6 separate regions of the Mus musculus genome follow, and all the other regions are linked to region 3. A link is a contact called in public HiChIP or PLAC-seq and promoter capture Hi-C data. All regions are on one chromosome and are shown on one strand. The core of a region is the stretch at or near the end of the contact, and the rest is flanking DNA. Distances in the headings are between cores, read along the strand shown.

What was found. Promoter capture Hi-C pulls out the DNA fragments that hold promoters and counts their contacts. HiChIP or PLAC-seq counts read pairs in DNA pulled down with a chosen protein or histone mark.
Region 1: a contact with region 3 is called in an H3K4me3 HiChIP or PLAC-seq map of stem cell-derived neural progenitor cells, with 6 times the contacts expected there. The contact joins the promoter of Zfp976 here to the promoter of Zfp788 in region 3. A contact is called at or near these places in 2 of 39 promoter capture datasets (embryonic stem cells and hippocampal neurons) and 3 of 115 datasets of contacts at active chromatin or transcription factors (astrocytes, extraembryonic endoderm stem cells and stem cell-derived neural progenitor cells).
Region 2: an H3K4me3 HiChIP or PLAC-seq map of pro-B cells shows a contact between it and region 3, with 8 times the contacts expected there. The contact joins the promoter of Siglecf here to the promoter of Zfp788 in region 3. A contact is called at or near these places in 1 of 39 promoter capture datasets (the C10 cell line) and 1 of 115 datasets of contacts at active chromatin or transcription factors (pro-B cells).
Region 4: a promoter capture Hi-C map of hippocampal neurons shows a contact between it and region 3, with 4 times the contacts expected there. The contact joins the promoter of Zfp719 here to the promoter of Zfp788 in region 3. A contact is called at or near these places in 6 of 39 promoter capture datasets (the 3T3-L1 cell line, cranial neural crest, frontonasal cranial neural crest and 3 more), 2 of 484 Hi-C or Micro-C datasets (nephron progenitors and rod photoreceptor) and 3 of 115 datasets of contacts at active chromatin or transcription factors (astrocytes, regulatory T cell precursor and thymic regulatory T cells).
Region 5: a promoter capture Hi-C map of pre-B cells shows a contact between it and region 3, with 3 times the contacts expected there. The contact joins the promoter of Vsig10l here to the promoter of Zfp788 in region 3. A contact is called at or near these places in 1 of 39 promoter capture datasets (pre-B cells) and 1 of 115 datasets of contacts at active chromatin or transcription factors (extraembryonic endoderm stem cells).
Region 6: a promoter capture Hi-C map of pre-B cells shows a contact between it and region 3, with 5 times the contacts expected there. The contact joins the promoter of Zfp658 here to the promoter of Zfp788 in region 3. A contact is called at or near these places in 6 of 39 promoter capture datasets (the C10 cell line, cranial neural crest, frontonasal cranial neural crest and 3 more), 2 of 484 Hi-C or Micro-C datasets (nephron progenitors and rod photoreceptor), 2 of 115 datasets of contacts at active chromatin or transcription factors (extraembryonic endoderm stem cells and thymic regulatory T cells) and 1 of 9 other capture datasets (adipose tissue).

What each region holds. Positions count from the first base shown.
Region 1 is chr7:42,640,627-42,643,932 of GRCm38.p6, reverse strand. It overlaps Zfp976 (zinc finger protein 976), which reads left to right and starts at 1,329. Exons shown (of 4, transcript NM_001242388.1): 1 at 1,329-1,453. The coding sequence starts at 1,451.
Region 2 is chr7:43,349,484-43,352,879 of GRCm38.p6, reverse strand. It overlaps Siglecf (sialic acid binding Ig-like lectin F), which reads right to left and starts at 1,539. Exons shown (of 10, transcript NM_145581.2): 1 at 1,460-1,539; 2 at 1,296-1,356; 3 at 871-1,233; 4 at 434-712; 5 at 211-258. The coding sequence starts at 1,332.
Region 3 is chr7:41,632,033-41,635,288 of GRCm38.p6, reverse strand. It overlaps Zfp788 (zinc finger protein 788), which reads right to left and starts at 1,758. Exons shown (of 6, transcript NM_023363.3): 1 at 1,595-1,758; 2 at 579-609. It overlaps Gm51480 (a long non-coding RNA gene), which reads left to right and starts at 2,276. Exons shown (of 3, transcript XR_003946761.1): 1 at 2,276-2,364.
Region 4 is chr7:43,577,829-43,581,308 of GRCm38.p6, reverse strand. It overlaps Zfp719 (zinc finger protein 719), which reads right to left and starts at 1,723. Exons shown (of 4, transcript NM_172482.1): 1 at 1,543-1,723.
Region 5 is chr7:43,461,625-43,464,847 of GRCm38.p6, reverse strand. Vsig10l (V-set and immunoglobulin domain containing 10 like) reads right to left here and starts at 1,697. Exons shown (of 10, transcript NM_001368881.1): 1 at 1,576-1,697; 2 at 673-1,488; 3 at 1-42. The coding sequence starts at 1,615. Gm39000 (a long non-coding RNA gene) reads left to right here. Exons shown (of 3, transcript XR_003946763.1): 2 at 1-767; 3 at 1,808-3,223.
Region 6 is chr7:43,560,774-43,563,931 of GRCm38.p6, reverse strand. Zfp658 (zinc finger protein 658) reads right to left here and starts at 1,562. Exons shown (of 5, transcript NM_001008549.2): 1 at 1,511-1,562.

The sequences.
Region 1 (3,306 bases), core at 80-2,579, 1.0 Mb before region 3:
TATTCCTAATTGTGATGTAGACTGAAGACCAGCAGTGTCATCCAGCCACATGGACTGAGCCACTACTATATTCTTCATCTGTCCATTTGCAGACAGCCATTGTTGGACTGGTTGGACCACAGCTTACAAGCCATTCCAATAAATCCACTTTCTACATGTACAGAGAGATCCGTTCTATCAGTTTTGTCCATTAGGATACCTTTATTAATACAGCTGTGGGTTTTTTCCTCTTCGCACTAAGGAAGATGTGCTGGCTAGCAATAGTGTTGTGTAGAGTTTCTCATCTCTTTCCTGCTTTTCTCCTGGGGCTGTGTAAAGTCTGATGCCTACCAGGTGAAACATAGCTGCAGTTTACCTGACCCGACCATGAAACCACAGAACAAAAATCTTAGTGTTTCCTAAAAATCTCCTCAATTGTCAATATTCTGGGTGCCCTTCCCCTATGGACTGGATTGTTTATTACACTGCAAGTTAAATAATGGGCCCTGCAAGCTATCTGCCTTGATTACAGGAGGGAGAAGGGGAGTGCTGGAAGCCAGAAGCAAGACTTTCCCTCCCCCCTGCTGCTTGAGGAATTCTCAGTTTGCAGAAGCCTTTCCCTTCCCCCTGCTCCTTGCCCTTTCCCTGCTGATATAAACAAGCCTTTCCCTGCCAGTGTAAAGAAGCTCAAGACTGCCTGCCCCCTTCCCCATCTGAGGGGACTGTCTAATGGTCAAAATGACCACAACTGCCATAGCAAGACTAGCTGTTCTCAAAAATTTGCTATAACAATAAAAACGGTCCCTGGGACCCCGGCCTCAGTTTGAATTCTAAGATAAACCGACCTTGCTGACAAAGTTTCTGACATCGCTGGCTGACACCAAAAGTAAAAAACATAACTGTTACTTTGCTGGCCAACATTGATAAAGTTGTGTAACCCTCCCTCCATGCCCCACAAATAAAGAGTAGTTAAAAAAAACAAAAAACTGTAGTTTAAGCAGTTGGGATTTACTCTCCCTGCGAGGCTGAGCAACCCTGTGCGCATTGGAATAAAAACCTGTCTTGCCATTGCAGCGATCTATTGTCAAGCTGTGTCTCTAGGGGTCGCGTTCTCAACATTTGGGCCCCTGGGGTCCTAGCACAACCCCTTTGCTTTATCCCATCAGTGCACTCTCACCCTATTATCTGGAAAACGGTCGGCCCTGGAACAGCAACGTGGGCCAGGAATCATTAAACTGAGTCCCTTCATCACACACTAACCTTAAGGGAGTTGCTTATGTCATTCAAGACTCGCTGGCCAATCACGGCCTCCAGTCTGACCTGCCAGTCAGAAGTGGAGGCGGGTGCTTCCCGGTGCTATGCTGCCGGTTCCAAACTATATCTGAGGAGTGTGGTGTGGTTTGTGTGTCCTGCTCTGTGTGCTACTGCTGGGTGCTGTGAGGGGAATTCAGACGAGCTCAGACCTCGCGACATGGTGAGTATATGGCAGCTGCTTCCAATGGGAAGGGGCAGGCGATTGAACAACTGGAGCGAGTATGGTGAGTCCTCCCTGGGGCAGGGTGCGCACCGCGAACCTCAGGTATACAGGGCCACTTGTGAGGTCTTTTGTGGTCTTAGCTGCTCTGAAAAACTCTGCTCTGGGGCTTCATCTGCGCGAATATTTAAGCATGGGCTTGTGTGTTGAAACCTTCTTGGCAAGATGGCAAACACAGAAATGCCTAGTTTCTCCAGTATCTTCTACAATTTTGTTTGTTTGGTTGGTTGGTTCTTTATAACTTTTGGATATTACCCCTTATTGGCTATAGGGTTGGTGAACATCTTTTCTCAGTTTGTAGGCTACTGTTTTGTCCTATTGACAGTGTCCTTTCCCTTACAGAAGCTTTTCATTTTCTAGAAATGTATTAACTGTTGGTCTTAGAGCCTGAGCCATTGGTGTTCTGCTCAGGAAATTCTGTGTCCTGTACCAATGCATTCAAGGGTATTTCCTACTTTGTCTGCTGTTAGATTCAGTGTAGCTGGTTTTATGTGAGGTCCTTGATCCATCCTGTGCAGGGTGATTCTTCTATACACACAGCCAGTTAGACCAGAACATTTGTTCACCGTGCTTTCTTTTTCTATTCTATGGTTTTGGCTTCTTTGCCTAAGAAGTGTCCATAGGTGTATGAGTTCATTTCTGGGTATTCGATTCCACTGATCTGCCTGTCTGTACTGATACCATTTGGTTTCTATCACTATTGCTATGTAGTACAGCTTGAGATCACGAATTGTGATGCCTCCAGAAGTTTTTTTATGGTTCGGGATTTTTTGGGCTATCCTGGGAGTGTTTGTTCTTCCATATGAGGTAGAGATTTCCACTTTCTATTTTTTTTGAGATTTAGTTATTTGTTATATATAAGTACGCTCTAGCTGTCTTCAGGCACACCAGAAAAAGGCTTCAGATCTCATTACAGATGGTTGTAAGCAATTATGTGGTTAATGGGATTTGAACTCAGGACCTCTGGAAGAACAGTCAATAATTTTAAATGCTGAGCTATCTCTCCAGCCTGAGACTTGCAACTTCAATGTGTGTAGAAAATTGTGTTTGAATTTTGAGGGGAATTGCATTGACTTTGTAGATTGCTTTTGGTACCATGGCCATACTGACTATGTTTTTTGGTTGTCTGTTTTTCAAAACTGGTTTTTCTGGGTGATGAGCTTGTGGTCCTAGGACTTGTTCCATCTACCAGGCTCGCCTTGAACTCAGAGAGTTCTGCCTGCCTCTGCCTCTCTGCCTCTCTGCCTCTCTGCCTCTCTGCCTCTCTGCCTCTCTGCCTCTCTGCCTCTCTGCCTCTCTGCCTCTCTGCCTCTCTGCCTCTCTGCCTCTCTGCCTCTCTGCCTCTCTGCCTCTCTGCCTCTCTGCCTCTCTGCCTCTCTGCCTCTTTGCCTCTCTGCCTCTCTGCCTCTCTGCCAGGCTTACTCTCAAGTGCTGGGATTAAAGGTGAGCGCCACCATGCCCGGCTGCCAGTTTTTGCTGTAATCATTGTTACAGTGTGAATTTGACTGAAGTTTGGGTGCAGGACTTACTTTCTATGAAGTAGAGATGACTGTACTGTACACTGATTGTGCCGTGCAATGTTCACAAAGAGGACCCTGTGCCTTGGAAGGAGAACAGGAAGTGCTCTGGTGACTCCAAAGTTTGACTAAAATACATTTTCCCAGTCTAGGGCTCTCTCTGGCCAGAGGGTAGAAGGACAGAGCTAGAAAGGCCTCACTGTCTGAGCCTTTTAATCTTTGATCCCTTAATGGAGGAGCTGCTACTTTCCTGAGAACTGGTTTGGTTGTATTAGA
Region 2 (3,396 bases), core at 290-2,789, 1.7 Mb before region 3:
ATTATTATTAAATTTTTATATCGGCAGAATTATATTTCACTACAATCCATATATTGGAACCCTGATAACTGATATAATGGGGAGACTGCAGTATATGAGTAAGGGGTGGGGGAATCCTGAGCTTCCTCCTGCCTGAGGTCCAGAATACCTGCTCATCTCCTGCAGAGGCAGTCCCTGTACCCATCCCAGGGAGGAGAAATTTGACTCTACCTGTGTCATCTCCCCAGGACACCCTGATGGTCATCTTCTGTGGAGCATCTGCATAGACACATATGGTTGTTTGCTTTCAGAGGAAAGATGGCTGCAGGTATTCCACCCCATTGGTCTTTTCTCCTCCCACAGTCTTAGCATTCAGGAACCATCACCCAGTTCTAACCCCTCCATCCCACACCCCTAATCTCCCCTCCCCAGAGACCCAGGTCTGGACACTCACAGATGACACTGAGCTGTTGAGTCCTCTCCACAGTAACACCAGTGCCAGGTAAGTTCACCTGGCAGGTGAGGTTGGTGCCATTGTCCTGAGGCCTGGGTGTGAGGTTCAGCTCTGAGGAGAGGGTGGTCCTGTGGCCCAGGGAAGTGAGGGCAGATGACATCCAGGAAAAGATGGGGGGTGTCCCCTGCTCACAGGCCCAGGGCACAGAACAGAGCAGTTTGGTAGAATTGCCAGACACCAGGGTAGATGTGACTTGGATGTTAGGGACCTCAGTCAGAGCTGGACAGAGAGAAATAGAGACACAAGATGTGCTGGGGATCACTATGTATGACCCTATTTCAAGCCAGGCTTCTCTCCCAACCAACCTCATTATGCGGTCTCCAGGGCACCCAAAGGCTTTTAGAACAAGGACCTCCACATATCCCCTCTTCACTTACCTATCACAAGCACAGAGAGCATTGACTTCTGAAAACTGTATTTCACAGAACCATCCAATCTGAAGAAGTACGTCCCTGTGTCGATTTTCTGTGCATCTCTGATGTCCAGGGAGCAATTATGACTATTTTCCTTCCCCATGAGATAGAATCGACCTTGAGCTTCCTTCAGTACTGATCGCTGTGGGTCATTTGTAGCCACTGGAGAGCCGCTGAATATATTGGCCCCCTCCCGGAACCAGTAGCCAAAGACAGGACCTTTGGAATTGGGGTACTGGACTTGGCAGGCTACAAAGACGCACAGGCCCTCCTGCACTGTCACTGAACCAGTCACTGAGAGCGAATAACCGTCCGTAGCCAGGCACCCTGCAAAGAAATGAGGGTTATCTTGGTCCTGTCCCACTAGCCCGGTCCCTGTTCCCACTCACCTGCCCACAGCAGGGGCAGCAGCCATGCCCACCGCATCACACAGTGAAAGGCTCTAGGTTCCTGTGGGTGGCCAGAGAAAGAAAACTTGATCAGTTTGAAGTGGATCCCTGGGGTGAGGGTCACAGGCTTCAATGTCACAGGACTGAGAAGTCGTCCTACTAACCTAGTCCAGGAATGAAGAGAGACAGAGTGACTGACCACAGAGAGGGAACTTTCCACCCACAGGTTATCAGCACTATCAAGGCCCTGGAAAGTAAACACTTCCACTTTTCATGTGTATCATCATGGGAGGCAAAGTCGATGAGGAAGACCCACCCTCCACTCCTGAACTGTAGCATTTGTTTCTCATTTGTTTGTATTAAGAAAGAGGTTAATGCACAGAGGGAACACAGACTGGACCTAGGTCCCCTACCCCATATGTAGCAGATCTGCAGCTTGATCTTCATGTGGGTTCCCCAACAACTGGAACCCTCCCTGAGTCTGTTGCCTGCGTGTGGATCCATTTTCATAACTGGGCCTCCTAGTCTGGCCTCAGTGGAAGAGGATGCACCCAGTCCTGCAGTGACTTGATGCACTGTGTGTGTGTGAGGTGCTGGGGGGCGGAGGATAGTGGTGGTAGGGGTGTGGTATGATACCCAGAGGTCTCTCCTTTCTCAGAGGAGAAGGGAGGATGGGGGAAGAGTCTGTGTGAGTGGGTACAGTGGGTACTGGGAGGAGAGCGGGGCTGATATTGGGATGTAAAATGAATGAATAAATAATTTTTTTAAAAAAGGAAAAGGTTGATGATCAGGGACATGGCTCAGCAGGTAAAGACATTGGCCAGCCACTCACATTGTGGAAAGAATGAACTAACTCTCAAAAGTTGCCCTTTGACCCCCTACTACTGCTTGGTGGCACACTCAAACCGTGGTGGGCAGAGAGAGAGGGGGGGGGGGAATTCAAAATTCAATAGTTGTTTAATGTATAAAGAAGAGGAGGAGACTGGAACTCTAATTGCCTAAATAACTTTTCTGTTGCTGTTATAGAATATCCAGATAAAAGCAACTTAAAAACAAAAATAGTTTCTGTTGGCTCAGAGTTGGAGGTTGCAATCCATTGTGATGGTGAAGGCATGGCTACAGGAGTGTACAGTGGTTGGCCATACTTCACCTTCAGTCAGGAAGCAGAGTGAGAAGTGACGGACTATTCTCAGGTCACTGTATAGTCTAGGATCCTAACCTATGAAACCAGAAGTGGGTGGGTTTCCTCACTTCAGTTAATCTAATCATGATAATCACCCAAGGCATGCTGAGGGCCCATGTCCCAGGCGAGTCTGGACCTCAAGTTTCCAATAGAGGTTAACCACCAGAGACACAGACTTACACAGGGCATCCACAGGAAGACATGGGGCGAAGACTCCCTGTCTTAGTCAGGGTTTCTATTCCCGCACAAACATCATGCCCAAGAAGCAAGTTGGGAAGGAAAGAGTTTATTTGGCATACACTTCCATACTGCTGTTCATCACCAAGGAAGTCAGGGCTGGAACTCAAGCAGGTCAGAAAGCAGGAGCTGATGAGTAGGCCATGGAGGGATGTTCCTTACTGGCTTGCTTCCCCTGGCTTGCTCAGCCTGCTCTCTTATAGAATCAAGACTACCAGCCCAGAAATGGCACCACCCACAAGGGGCCCTTCCCCCTTGACCACTAATTGAGGAAATGCCTTACAGTTGGATCTCATGGAGGCATTTCCTCAACTGAAGCTCCTTTCTCTGTGATAACTCCAGCTGCGTCAAGTTGACACAAAACTAGCCAGTACACTCCCTCTGCAGGCCAAAGAAAGAGGTGTCAGAGGACTCTCTGTTGTAAAGAGGTTGACCTAGAGCTTCCAGACTCAGTACTGAGGAAAAATAAACACGTTGAAGCTGCTGTGTGTGTGTGTGTGTGTGTGTGTGTGTTCGCGCACACACGTGTGTTTGTTTGTGTGCATGTGCATACATGTGTTTGCATGTGTGTGTGTATGTATGTATTGGGGTTCTCTAAAGGAACAGGACTGTTTGAATCTGATACTATGTGGGTAGTCTAAATAATGGTTGCCTCACATTAGAGACCAAGCTTGCTAGTTC
Region 3 (3,256 bases), core at 509-3,008:
CTGGATCTCCTTCCCCTAACTGAACTGCCTGGTTGGGCCTCAGTGGGAAAGGACGTGCTTAGTTCTGCTGGGACTGGATGCCCCAGGAAGAGAGGAGGCAACGTGGGGAGGGATTTGTAAAGATGGAATTGGGTGGAGAGGGGGAGGGAGGTTTTGATCAGAATGTAAATTTAATGAATGAATTAATGAATTAATGAAAAAATAATTTTATGGTCGTGAGTCACAAGAACATGAGGAACTGTATTAAAGGCTGGCATTAGAGAAGTTAAGAGGAACTGCCACAGAGGGTTTTGGGGACTCAAGCTAGGATCTCAGACTTTCCTGTAGTTCCATTCAGCCCCACCTAGAGAAAACTGTGTAGGACAGAAAAGCTCAGTACTAGGGCTTACGGATTCAGACAGACGAGGATATGAAGGACACCTCTCTCCAGAGACCTTTACACTTGTCTCTCAGTGTCCCCTGAAGTACACGGAGGGCTGGAGAGATGACTCAGCAGTTGAGTGTGCTATTTTGGAAAACCTGAGTTTGGTTCCCAGCACTCACTTCAGTGGCTGATGACAGCATTTAACATTCATTACCTTCAAGGCCTCCGACATCCTCTTCAGGCCTCTGTGGGGAATCACACACATGTAGCATTTATACTGAGAGACACATACATATACAAAACATAAATAATCCTTAAACTAATAATTAGGGTTCTGAAGAGACGGCTTAGTGGTTTAAACCACTCGTTGCTCTTAAAGAGAACCCAAGTTTAATTTCTAGCACACACGTGGCATCTGAAAAGCATCTAAAACTGTTCTTGGAGATCCAAATCCAGTTCTGGCCTGCACATGCATTTGGTATATACACACATGCAAGCACATACTCATACACATAAAATAAAAATAAACCTTCAAAAAAGTTAAAATAGGAGAGGGCCTGGAAAGGCCCAGTAAAGGTAACTATCTCCAAGCCTGCTGCCCTGAATTCAAACCCTGGGGCCAGCACAGTGGGAAACCTATTCTCAGGAACTATCCTCTGACTTCCACAGGCACACTGGCACACTTGCCAGCCCGCAATAAATAAATATGGATTTAAAACATGGGGAGTGCTCTCCCAAAAGATTGTAAAAGGAAAAAAAAATGAATACGTTTTTTCTTTTTTTTTTCCTTTTTTTTTATTAGATATTTTCTCCATTTACATTTTAAATGCTATCCCGAAAGCCCCCCTATACCCTCCCACCCACCCACCCCGGGGGGGGGGAACCTAAATCTAAATACAGCCTGCACCATGCATTCAGAACATCAAGAACATAACACAGAAAACCTAGAGGGTCTTAAGGTTAGCAGTGTGGTGAAACGCCAACAACACTACCAGTGCTCACATACAGGGAACTGACGTCACCAACATCGAGGCACTCCTCTTGCTGGACAGAGCTCATCAAGTCGTCCCCCCCCCCCCCCAAGGCCCGCAAGGGCGTGGGGGTGGGGAGTAACTCTAAACCCACGGGGAGGGGGAATCCTGATGCCAGTACCAAAAGGCCCGCCCCAACCCCGGTGAGGATGCACCACATCGGATCCACCCCATCTGGGGACAAGGGTCCCTTGCTCACCATAGCGCGGCTTGCAGGCTCACCCGCTCTCTTCACATAATTTGCCTCATAATTTGTCACAGCGGTGCACTTCGTACAGAGCAACGTCTCCAACGCGACTACCTCAGTCTTAGAGCTTGGAAGGTGGCATGGCGGCCAAGAAATCCCGCCTCCCGCTGGCACTCGATTGGACTGCCTACTTGGAAGCTCTGATTGGCTAGCAATGTTTGAGTGATAGCATCCTTAAGCTGCACATGACTGAAGGGACCAGTACTGCTAGTCACTCCCAGCCCTGCCTTCGGCCCTATGTGCGGACCTGAATGAGCTCCAGTGAGATCTACATTTACACAGAACCTGTTTCTTCCTCCCAGAACTGGCTCGGCTGTCTTCTTGCACTTAGTTGGCACTCCTTGCTTCAGAGCACAGGGTCGCTCATGTGCACTGCCCACTACACAATTCTGCTTAAATGCAAATCTCCCTGGATCTGGAACAGGTCTGCACCCTTTAGCGAACACACAACTGGGAAGGAGTGTGGCTCTCCCTACGCCTTTAGCTCTCCTTTCCATCAAAGGGAACGTCTGTCACTCACGCCTCTTTAGCCAATCAAAGCATCGGGACATGCAGTTCCCTCAGAAAGCACGGATAGGAGGCGGGTCTTCCCTGCAGGCGGTGCTCAGTGTTCTGCTTTGCCTCTGAGGGAGAGGTACGCAATGGACAGGAGTGCAGTGCACTGTGGGCCCGCTGTGCGGAGCCATGAGGACAGCGCAGAACCCCGCCGTGGTGAAGCTTATGTAAGCGAGTAGCAGCTTACTGATCCCTGATGGAGTAGGGCAAACGACCGAGTTGGCTGTGGTCATCTTTCCCGGGATAGGGGCGGGTGACAGTGGGACAGCCAGCGTCCAGTAGTTTTCAGAAACCTGAGATTGACCCCTCCTAGTGGCCCCTGGGCAGATCTGTCTGGACGGGCCAGAAGCTTCCATTGAGGACTCTGATGCTGTGCGGGCCCTGCAGCAGTGATGATTTTAGCGGTTCTTATTGCGTATTAAAAAAAAAAAAAAAAAAAAAAAAAAAGACCGAGTCTCATTAAGTAACTTTCACTAGCTAGAACTTGGCATGTAGACCAAGCTGGCCTAGAACTCAATAGATCTGTCTGTCTACGCGTTCTGATTGTTGAATGAAGGCATGGGCAACTACTCTGACTGGAATAGGTGGAGTTTTAGAGTTGGACCATAAGGCAGCTAGTTTCTTTGTGTTTAAGTTTCTGATTATACTGTTTTGTTACTCTGTTCTTTCCCAAGTGTTAGTACACCTTTTTTATTATTGTAATGCTGGGACAAATTCAAAGATTTTTGTCTATGTTTGTGGGTGCAAACATTCATCAGTAATGGTCACTTCCTTGATGATCCGCCCACCAGTTACCTAGCAACAGCCAGGTAAGAGCCTGGCTTGATAAAAAAGCTCGCGCTCTCTCTCTCTCTCTCTCTCTCTCTCTCTCTCTCTCTCTCTCTCTCTCTCTCTCTCTCTCTCCCTCCCTCCCTCCCTCCCTCCCTCCCTCCCTCCCTCTAATGTCCCCAGCCAGCCTCTTCCCCTCTTTCTCTTTTCTTCTGTTCTTCTCTGTCCCCGTCTTCTCTGCCTCTACCGACTTCCCCAGGTTCCAAATAAACTCCCTTTCATACTAAGTTC
Region 4 (3,480 bases), core at 474-2,973, 1.9 Mb before region 3:
AAAAGCATTATGTATGTCTTTAGCACTTCAGCTCTGACTTAAACGCTAACCTACTTCATGCCCAGCCTGGCCTCCATAATGTAGACATCCTCCAGCCTCCGAGTGCAGAGTGCTAAGATTACAGGACAGTCATGTGCCACCACAACCTGCAGCACTACTTTAATACATAAAGCTTGATTTCTAAACTTAACCTCAAATCTGTGCACTAGAGACAGACATGGGGCCACTAGGTCACTTTACCTCTCCGCCTGCTCAACGTTACCACTGTATGGAGTCTCAACCTCTGCTTTTCTTTTTTTCCTTAACATTTCTTTAGGAGGTGGGGAATAATTGGAGAAGGCAGCTCGCCCAACATTAACGGAAAAAAAAATTTTTTTTTAAAGATTTATTCTTACTATTCAAACATTTAAAAATGAAACGTGTGTGGGTGTTTTGTCTGTCTTTGTCTGTGCACCATTAGCTGGGAGGCCAGAAGGGAACACGGATCCCCTGGAATCGTCCCACCAGGCAGTTCCAAGGCACCATGTGGTGTGGGTGCTGGGAACCCAACACTGCTGACCCACATCTCCACTCTCCTGCCTTTCCTCCTCACTGGTCTCTTCAGTAGGCAGACTGGATGAGGCTGGCCCTTGCCTGTTTGGATGCAGGAACCCAGGCTTCTGCCTTACAATCTTTTTACAGCAGCACCTTTCTGCGTAACTGCCAATTACCAATCCTTGCCAAATTCACAGATCCCAGGCACAAGTCAAACCTCCGATCAGACCTCACATCAGCAAAGGACTGCAGTATTTATGTAAACTTTCAATTGTAACTGAAATGACTAGTTTTTTCTTAAATCTTTCTTCTGTCTTCAGTTGCATACGGGGGAAAGGAAATATCCAGAACACCTAAGGGCAGCCCCAAGGCTATGTCCCCGCTTAGATAACTGTGACCACATTAAATATACCTAAACACATCTCCTGGCTTCTAGGCAGTGCCTTCTATTGCTAATACTGCTTAGGCTGACAGAGATGGAGGGCACTGGGTCTCCAGTTTGGACCAAACGTAAATAAATTCATTTCCCCGTTTTCTCTTACTCTTTGGAGTTTATCTCCTCTCGAAGGCCAGTGTTTGACCAGGAGCCAGGGCTCCAGTTACCAGCTACTCAAACAGCCCAGAAAGCGACGCGGTCGCCCTCACAAAGCACCCTACACTGGCCTCAAGCTCCATCGCCTGACTCCTAAGCCAATCACAGACTGAGCGGATCACAAGCCATCTCAAGGTCCTCGCCCTGAAGCTCCCGGATGCTGCAGCGCCCACTCACTGAGTCCTGCCCCGAATGCCCTCACATGGTAATTTTCACGGACGACGGTGGGAAATCCCACAGGACAGCATACTGGGAAGTGACAAAATACAGACGCGGAAAACCCGCAGGAACAGAATGAAAGAGAACCGAACGACCCCCACTTTATCCACCTCATCCCCCCCTGGGGCCGATTCAACCATCACTCAGCACAAACCGGCGCTCAGCAGCACAGCGTCCTCTGCTCCACATCCACTCACCTCACATTACACCTTAGAGAAGCTCTGCACACGGCACGCCAGGACTGCGAGACTTCCGCCCACAGACACCCACAATTCCATGGGTTCGGATTCCAAACACCCACGCTACCCTGGCAACGACAGGAGAGGCGAACTACTTTAAGATCTGAGCGGATGTGATCACTCTAGGCCACTTCCGATTTGAATAAGGGTTCCCTCAGTTCACTACCACGTAGCCCTGGGTGGCGCGCATGCGCACCACCACTGGCGGAAGTCTGTCTTGCCAGTACTTATTATGGCTCATCTGGTGGTTTCTGATTTTTTTTTTTTTTTTTTTAACTTCTTCCTAGAAAGTGCCATGGCTGAACCCACACTCCCGTGACACAGAGGCAAGCATCAAAGCGCAACGGTTCCATACAGCCGACAAGAATGTGATAGGTGAAAGTCCAAGGCTGTCTCACATGCTTAGGGGATTTATTAACGTCTTGTATGTGTATATAATTCTAAGACACTGTAACATTACATCTTCCTAAATGTACCTTTTTTTCCCCTGTATTTTATTAGATTTACTTTATGTATTTTTGCCTGCATGTTGAGTTTATAGCATCCAGGACAGCTGCAAGAGCAACAAGTGCTTTTAATCTGTTTCTCTTTTTCTTCAACTTTCTCTTGATTTTCACCAGAATTGAAAGAAGTTCTTATTTTTGAGATGACCTCACTATATTGGTCTGACTGGCTTGGAACCGGACATGAAGGTCATTCTGGCCTTGGACTCTCAGACATCTCATGGCCTCTGTTTCCCGAGTGCTGGGATTAAAGATGTGTATCACCACACTGGCCTTTTCTAATTTTTCAAAAATTGAAAACTATGTGGGGTTATTAGGAAACAGGAGGTAAGTCATATGGAACACCAACGGTGAGAAACTGAGATAAGCCATCATTTACGTCATACTGAGGCATCTCACGGTTCCCAGAGGATAGAAACCTGTTCTTACTTAGAAGTAAAATGTCTTCTAAATCGCATAATAGAAATAATGTAGAACTAGGTGGGCAGTGGAAATAATGATAAACAGGGACACTAGTCAAATGGGAAAAACACCTAGCACTGTAGTGAATAAATTAGTAGACCTAATGTACATTATAAGAATAAAGTATAAAATTGTGTGAGTTATCTCCATATTAAACACATTCTAGCCCTGGACAGTCTAGAACAGTGGTTCTCAACCTGTGGGTTATGACCCCTTTGACAAACCTCTATCTCCAAAAATATTTACATCATGATTCATAACAGTAGCAAAATTACAGTTATGAAGTAGCAATGAAAAATATTAGAAAGGTTGAGAACCACTGGTCTGGAACTATGTAGACCAGGCTGGCCTTGAAGTTACTCTGATCTTGTCTATACCAGGGAAGTTCTAGGATTACAACAATGTGCAATCATGCCCAGTTCACACATAGTCTAGAGCTTCCCACTGAGAACAGACTACAGGAATAATGATTTAGGAAACAGTTTCATCATCAAAGATACACCTCAGGAGTCCCAAAAGAGTGGACTCAGCCATCCATCACCACAGAGCAAAATTATGATAAGTTAGGCACCAACGTGTTCTTCCGGAATTTCTTTTTGTTTTGTTTTGTTTTGTTTTGTTTTGTTTTGTTTTGTTTTGTTTCGAGACAGGGTATGTAGCCTTGGCTGTCCTGGAACTCACTTTGTAGACCAGGCTGGCCTCGAACTCAGAAATCCCCCTGCCTCTGCCTTCGAAGTGCTGGGATTAAATGCATGCGCCACCATGCCCAGCCCGGAATTTCTTTCAATAGTTTTCCCTCTTTAGTCAATAAACAATGCTCATCTATCTTGTGTCCTGAGCCACTGCTAGTTCACCAGGAAGATGAAGCACTTGACTCATGGAAATGATGAGCTGATAGAGACAATTGTGTGTGTGTGTGTGTGTGTGTGTG
Region 5 (3,223 bases), core at 448-2,947, 1.8 Mb before region 3:
TCTCTGGCGCCCTGGGCTGTACTGACAACTGGGGCAAGGGCTCTGGAGATCCAGAACAGTCTTTGATGAGTTGGAGAGCCCATACACCAGAACTCCCTCCCTGGGCCATAAGTCTCTGCCTCTTCAGTCCTTCCTCTCTCCTCTCACTGCACCCAGAATCAGAGCTCTCAGTCCTTCTTCCTCTGATCCAGGGATATAGACCCCAGCCCTCCTCCCTTGGACCCAGAGGTGCATACCTCAGCCCGCAAACTTAGGTGTCCAAACCCCAATCTTATTCCATCAGTCTGAGGACTCCAGACTCCAGCCCTCCTTCAGACTCTGAGGTCAAGACCCACCCCCTCTTCCCTCAAACCCAGGGGTTCAGACTTCAATCCTCCTCCTTCAGACCTGAGTCCAAACCCCAGTCTTAATTCCCTCGGTCCCACGGATTCAGGCCCTAGCCCTCCCCCGTCACACCTAAGTGAGGTCCAGGCCTCTCTCAGACCTAAGAGTCCAGCTTAGACCTCCTCCTTCAGACAAGGTGAGCTCTGGTCCCTGCCTTTGCTCTTATCCCCACCCACAGGCTCTTTCTTCTAGGAAGGAAGCATATTCACACAGCACAGACTTGTCCAGAGGTCTGCGAGGAGAGCAGGCACTCGGCAGCCTGCACTCTGGACCTCGGACCCCACTTACCAAATACACCCACCACAAACTCTCGAATCTGCTGGGAGACTCCTCCCCTGATGACCTCAACTGTGTACACCCCTGCATCATCCAGCCGGGCAGAGGTGAGTTCCAGACCCCCTCGAATCTGGTCAAATCTCAGGCGGGCTTGATGCATGGGGTCCAGACTAATTAGTGGAGCCTGTGACCCCAGACCCCCAGCTGCCAATACCTTGGAACCCCGGCGCCAGACCACCAGAGGAGCAGGGGGACTGGAGCTGGGGACCGGGGTCAAGGGGAGCCTGATGGTGGTTCCCACTAGCACAGCCAGGGGTCCCCCCACTTGCTGAGGAAAGCTTGCAGCTTGGTAAATCTCTGAAGAAATTTTGGATCCAGGTTCAAGGTTGTGATGCTCCAGGGATAGCTTTGAACCTGAGGCCTTGGTAGGTACTTTGGTGTCTGGAGTTTGAACTGATATTTGTGAAGCTGGAGTCTTGACGAGGAAGGGAAGCCCAGAGTCTTTGTCAGGATCTTGAGAATCTAAACCATCAAGAGACACTCTGGAAGGAGGGGTTTCAGAGGAGGTGACATCAGGGCTGAGATACTGTTCCTCAGCGGAAACATTGGTCCTGAATAATCCAGGCACATGGCTTGAATTCAGCCCCTGAGGAAACCGGTTGGAATCAGGGATTCCAGCAGAGGCTTCTGAACCTGGCGGCTGGGGGTGCTGGCTGGAGGAGACGTTTGAAACAAAGTCCCGAGAGGAGCCCATGGAGTGTGAGGAGGAGGCAGAGGGTGGCTGAGAGCCCAAAGCTGGCTGGAGGGCAAGGAGCTCAGCTCTGAAGGCTGCAGAGGAGAGGAGGGAGGGGAGAGCATTGAGAGAGACTGCCAGGGAGTGGGCTGCTGGGGAGGAGAGGGGCACAGGGAACTTACCCAGGAGTAGGAAGGGCAGCAGAGCCCACGAGAGGCCCATGGTGATGGTCACACTCCAGAGAGGACACTACACAGAGATCCACAGCTTGCATTGTCCCAGGTCTGACAAGTCCAGCAGGAATGGTTGCTTAGCTTCCTGGGTGGAGAAAGGAGACAAATGTGGGAGGTGCCAGGGTCCCCTGGCATGATATGGTGGCTGAGTGGCCCGCTCCACCCTTCTTGTCTTCATCAGAGGTTGTATGGAGAAGCCCAGGCTGAACCTCCACTCCTCACCCCCAGGGCAAGGTGAACTCCCAGCTGGGACCAAGCAGCAAGCCTGTGGGGACCACGCAGGAAGACTTCCTTCAGGCGTGTCTGTGAAGTCAGAGCCCCTCCTGTGTCCCCACCTGGCCCAGGTGTCTTGCTTCCCAGCCTTCTGCTGTCTACTGTCTGACCTGCAGTCTTTTCTCTGACCCTGCCCTCTTCTCCAGATCCTTCTGTGACTCCTTATGATCCTCGGAACCAAGTCTCCAGTTGCTGTCTCTATCAAAGCCATCTACCCTGATACTTAGAAATCAGTTTCCATTGTTCAATACCTGATGAACTCAGCATCTCCCTCTGACCCATACTTTCAGGATCACCTATGCAAAGCCTGCGGAGGCTTCCCACTGTCCCCCCTACCCAGCACTGCTACCAATCTCTGAATACTACCTAGATCTCTTCCCATTTTCTCCTCTTGTACCCACTGCTCAGACCTTACCCTTTTCATCTGCAACCCCCTTCCCCCCCACACACACTTTCTGTAACCTCCTACTCTGTAAGTCCCCTCCCTGGCCAGCAGATCCCTCCCTCCATATCCCAGCCTTGCTTGGCTTCACAGCATCCTCTGCAGACATCCTTACTGGCCTCACCCACTTCTCTGCACTATGTCTTACCCTCCTGAACATGCCGCTCTTCTGATGCCATCTAACCTCCCAGCCCTTGCCAGCATTCTTCTCTTTACCTGGAATGCGTTTTCCCTCTCCAATCTGGCCACCTCACAACTGGTCCTTCAGGTCTCACCTCATTAACAGCCATAATAATGACAACTTCAGCTCAGCCAGGAACTATGCTAAATCCTACCAGCACATTATTATCAGGCTGATTTCTTTTTTCTCAGTGTCCTCTGAGCAGAATGTTTGATCCTCACTTCACAGACCAATGAGGATGCAGAAAAGCCAAATTTCCCATGAGAGGTTGCAGAGCCAGCAAGAGAGGCTGGACTTAGGTTAAGGCTGGTCAGATTGCTTCAGTCCGTCAGAACGTTTTCTTATCACCCCTTGCTAGGTAGGCTTTAGGCCTCTGCTCAGCTCTGAACCTCTGAGACCTAGTGCTTTCCGTGCTGGTGGAAGGCATGGTCAGAAGGCATTGAGCATGCTCCATATATTATCATATATAGCTCAGAAGTGCTATGTCAGAAAACCTTTTGAGGAAAATAATGTTTTGCTGGGCATAGTGGCACACACCTTTAACCCCAGCACTTGGGAGGCAGAGGCAGGAGGATCTCTGAGTTCAAGGCTATCCTGGTCTACATAGGGAGTTCCAGGACAACCAGGACAGCATGGAGACTCTAAGAAAATAGAAGTAAATGAATAATAATACTATTTTAGTTTATTCTTTGAGAATTTAA
Region 6 (3,158 bases), core at 313-2,812, 1.9 Mb before region 3:
GATCTGCAGTGATATGACGCTCAGCCTGCCCTCAGAACCCACACAGAAAGACACATGAGAACGAGCAAGCTGCTCAGGCTGCTCCTTTTTCTGAGCTTTGCTAAGCTGTTCAGACACAGCCCTCCCCAGTCCCCAACTTTTTGAGACATGGCCTCACTGTGTTGCTGTAGCTGGCCTGCGGCTCTCTGCTTCCTGAGTGCTGGGACTAAAGGTGTGCGCCATTGTGCCCAGCTCTCACGAGAGCTCTTTTAAGCATGCCACCAGCATTGATACAACCATTTCTCTCTCAGAAATGACAACTAAGCTTATGGGCTGTTCCAGAACACACCCTAAGAGGAAGAGCAGGACCAGTCCCGTTCCTTCCCTACTCTAAACCACACCCAGTGCCCATGATCTCGGGCGGTCTCTGTGTGCCCAGCACCCAGAACCCTTTCTCCTTCTGAGAGCAGAGATGTGGTGCAGTGTGGTGTGGTGATGGCCACTCCTGGCTCTCTGTGCCTGTCTAGACATTTTCGTTTTCATCTATGCCCACATTGACATCCTGTTTCTCTTCCTTAAATTCAATGGCTCAATCCCTTCCCTGACTTGGAAACCCTGCACATAAACACCAGGCCCTCGACACAAAACATTTCTCCCTTGTCCACAATGTTTTTATGGTACACAGGACATATTCACTGTCATTCTGGACTTTAAGTAACCTCTGATAAGTGGACTGACCACAGGATTAATTTAACCACGGGGTTAAAATGGGCATACCTAGTTCCCCAGAACGTTATTACTTTGGCAGCCAAGATGACAATTTACTAGTTTCCAGAGAATCTTCAATAAACTCAATAGTGATACCCAAGGAACATACAACCTCCAATAAGGACACAGGGTCCTTCTGCTCAAGTGCCAATCACTGACTCTTATTGTGACCATATGGTCTCAGCAGAGGCAGCATTGACCCGCCTCATGTCCCAGCCCTCACATAAAACGGCCCGGGGATTAGGATTTGCCTTTTAAACGTTTGCTTTGCAGCGCTAGCTCTCTACAGGAGACTACATGCTGGGAACGAAAAGGTCCTGTTTTACAAGCCTTGCTACCTGCACAAAGGCTCAACTTGCAGCTCCGATGCCTGTGCCCTCTTTGCATATGCAAATCCCCTGGCTTTTGTTCCACGTGTTCTTAGTATTAGTTCCGCAGGCAGAAGCCACAGGCTGACCGAGAATGGCTGGCTTTCCCAAATTAAGCCCAAACCACAAATAATCTCATTTTCCATTTGTATCTGCCTGTTCTCTTCTCGCAGGCTACTACTAGAAAGCAGCGCGATCGCCCTCAGAGACGCTAGCCCCAGGCTTGCGGTAGCTGGCTGCACTGTCTGTCTCTCTCAGCAACCCTGCTCTCCCAACTCCCATAGGATTCCCACCCCAGCTCAACCAGGGCATCCCTCCAGTAGCTGTGTCAGCTGTCACTCAACACAAATCAGCGCTCAACAGCACAGCATCCTCCCTGCGCCCCTGCCGCTCACCTCTCACAACAATGCAGAGAACTCTGCACAGGACGCGCAGTGTCCCTCCCTGCGACTTCCGCCCCCGGGCCCTCAGTGTTAGAATCCAAACTCTCCTGGAGTGCGGGCAACAATAACAGAACTGATCTGCGCGGAGATTTAAGCGGATATGACCGCTCGAGACCACTTCCGTTTACTGCGAATCAGTGTTCTTCGCCACCCTCCCACACCCCCTTTTTTCCCCTTGTGGAGGCTGGCGAAGCGCATGCGCGCTACTATTTGTGACGCTACAACTTGCCAATACTTCACTTGGATCTTCCTGTAGTTTCTGTTCCTTTAGGAGCTGTCATGGCCACTCCCACAATACAATGATACAGGGACCACCATCACAGTGTGCACATAAGCAGGCAAAGCTTGTGGACTGTGACACAGTGAAAGTCCAAGGCTGTCTCATATTTTCAGGGGATTTTACTTCCTACCTATACGTGTATATCAGTTATTTCCAAGAGACCGGGATGCTGCATATTACTAAAAATACCATTTTTTTTTCTGTATATTCTCAGGGACTTAAAAGATTTTTTTCCTCTAAACTAAGAAGTAAATAAAAAATAAATTAATAAATATAAAGAAAAAAAAAACTAGGTTTGTTGGGAAATGGGAATTGAAGCCATGTGGAATCTTTAAAGATGAAGGTCTGAAATAAATGTGACACTGAGGCTTTTCATGGGGACCAGAGGTGGAGAAAATCTGTTGTCAATGACAAGTGTTTTTATTTTAATTCTTCATTATTTATTGTGTGTTTTGCATATATAAGAAATAGTGTAGAGGAAGGTGGAGAGGGAGATAATGATAAATGGTGAGAGATCAATTGATGACGAAAACGTGCAGTACAGTAGAGGGAATAAATCCATAGGCCAAAGTCGAATATCTGAACAAAATGAACGATTGTGTGCAGTATCTCAGGTTAGCGTTCTCTAGTTCTGTGTAGACAAGAGTATAGCATTGAACATGGTATGATCCCCTGCTTCTGCTTTCCAGGGCTGGGGGGTGGGGGGGATATGCCATCATGCCTAGCTTCACATATGATTTTGATTGTCTTGAGAACAAATTATAGTACTGGTGCTCTTGTGACCAGGGTTTTGTGTCCAAAGATACAGCTCCGGGGGTCCCAAAAAGTAGTCTCAGCCACCCATCACCACATGCCAAATTATATTAAACCACATAAAAGTTAATATGCAAATATCAACTTCTGATCGATTCTCTGCTACATCTTAGCATATGATTGATACCCACACGCACTTATTGCCTCCCGGGCACCACCTTGCTCTTCCACAGGCTCTCTCCTTATGCTTATGACCTCTCTAGGCTGTAAATGTGGTACAGTGCCCATCTGTCTTGCAGCCTGAGTCACAGTCAGTCCACCAGGAAGATGGAGCACTTGCCCTGTGGAGGTGATGAAGCACAAAAGAAGCTGAAACTGTATGCCTCTCCTTCTTTGTGCTCCATGAGACTGACCTAATGGGCAGCTGAGGAAGTTGCCCTGTCCATACCATAAAACCACCCCATGCATCAGGAGGCTGAACCACAGATACCCTGAAAAACATTGTAGGTCAGGCATGGTGGAACACAACCTTAATCCCAGCACTTGGAAGGCAGAGGTAAGCAGATT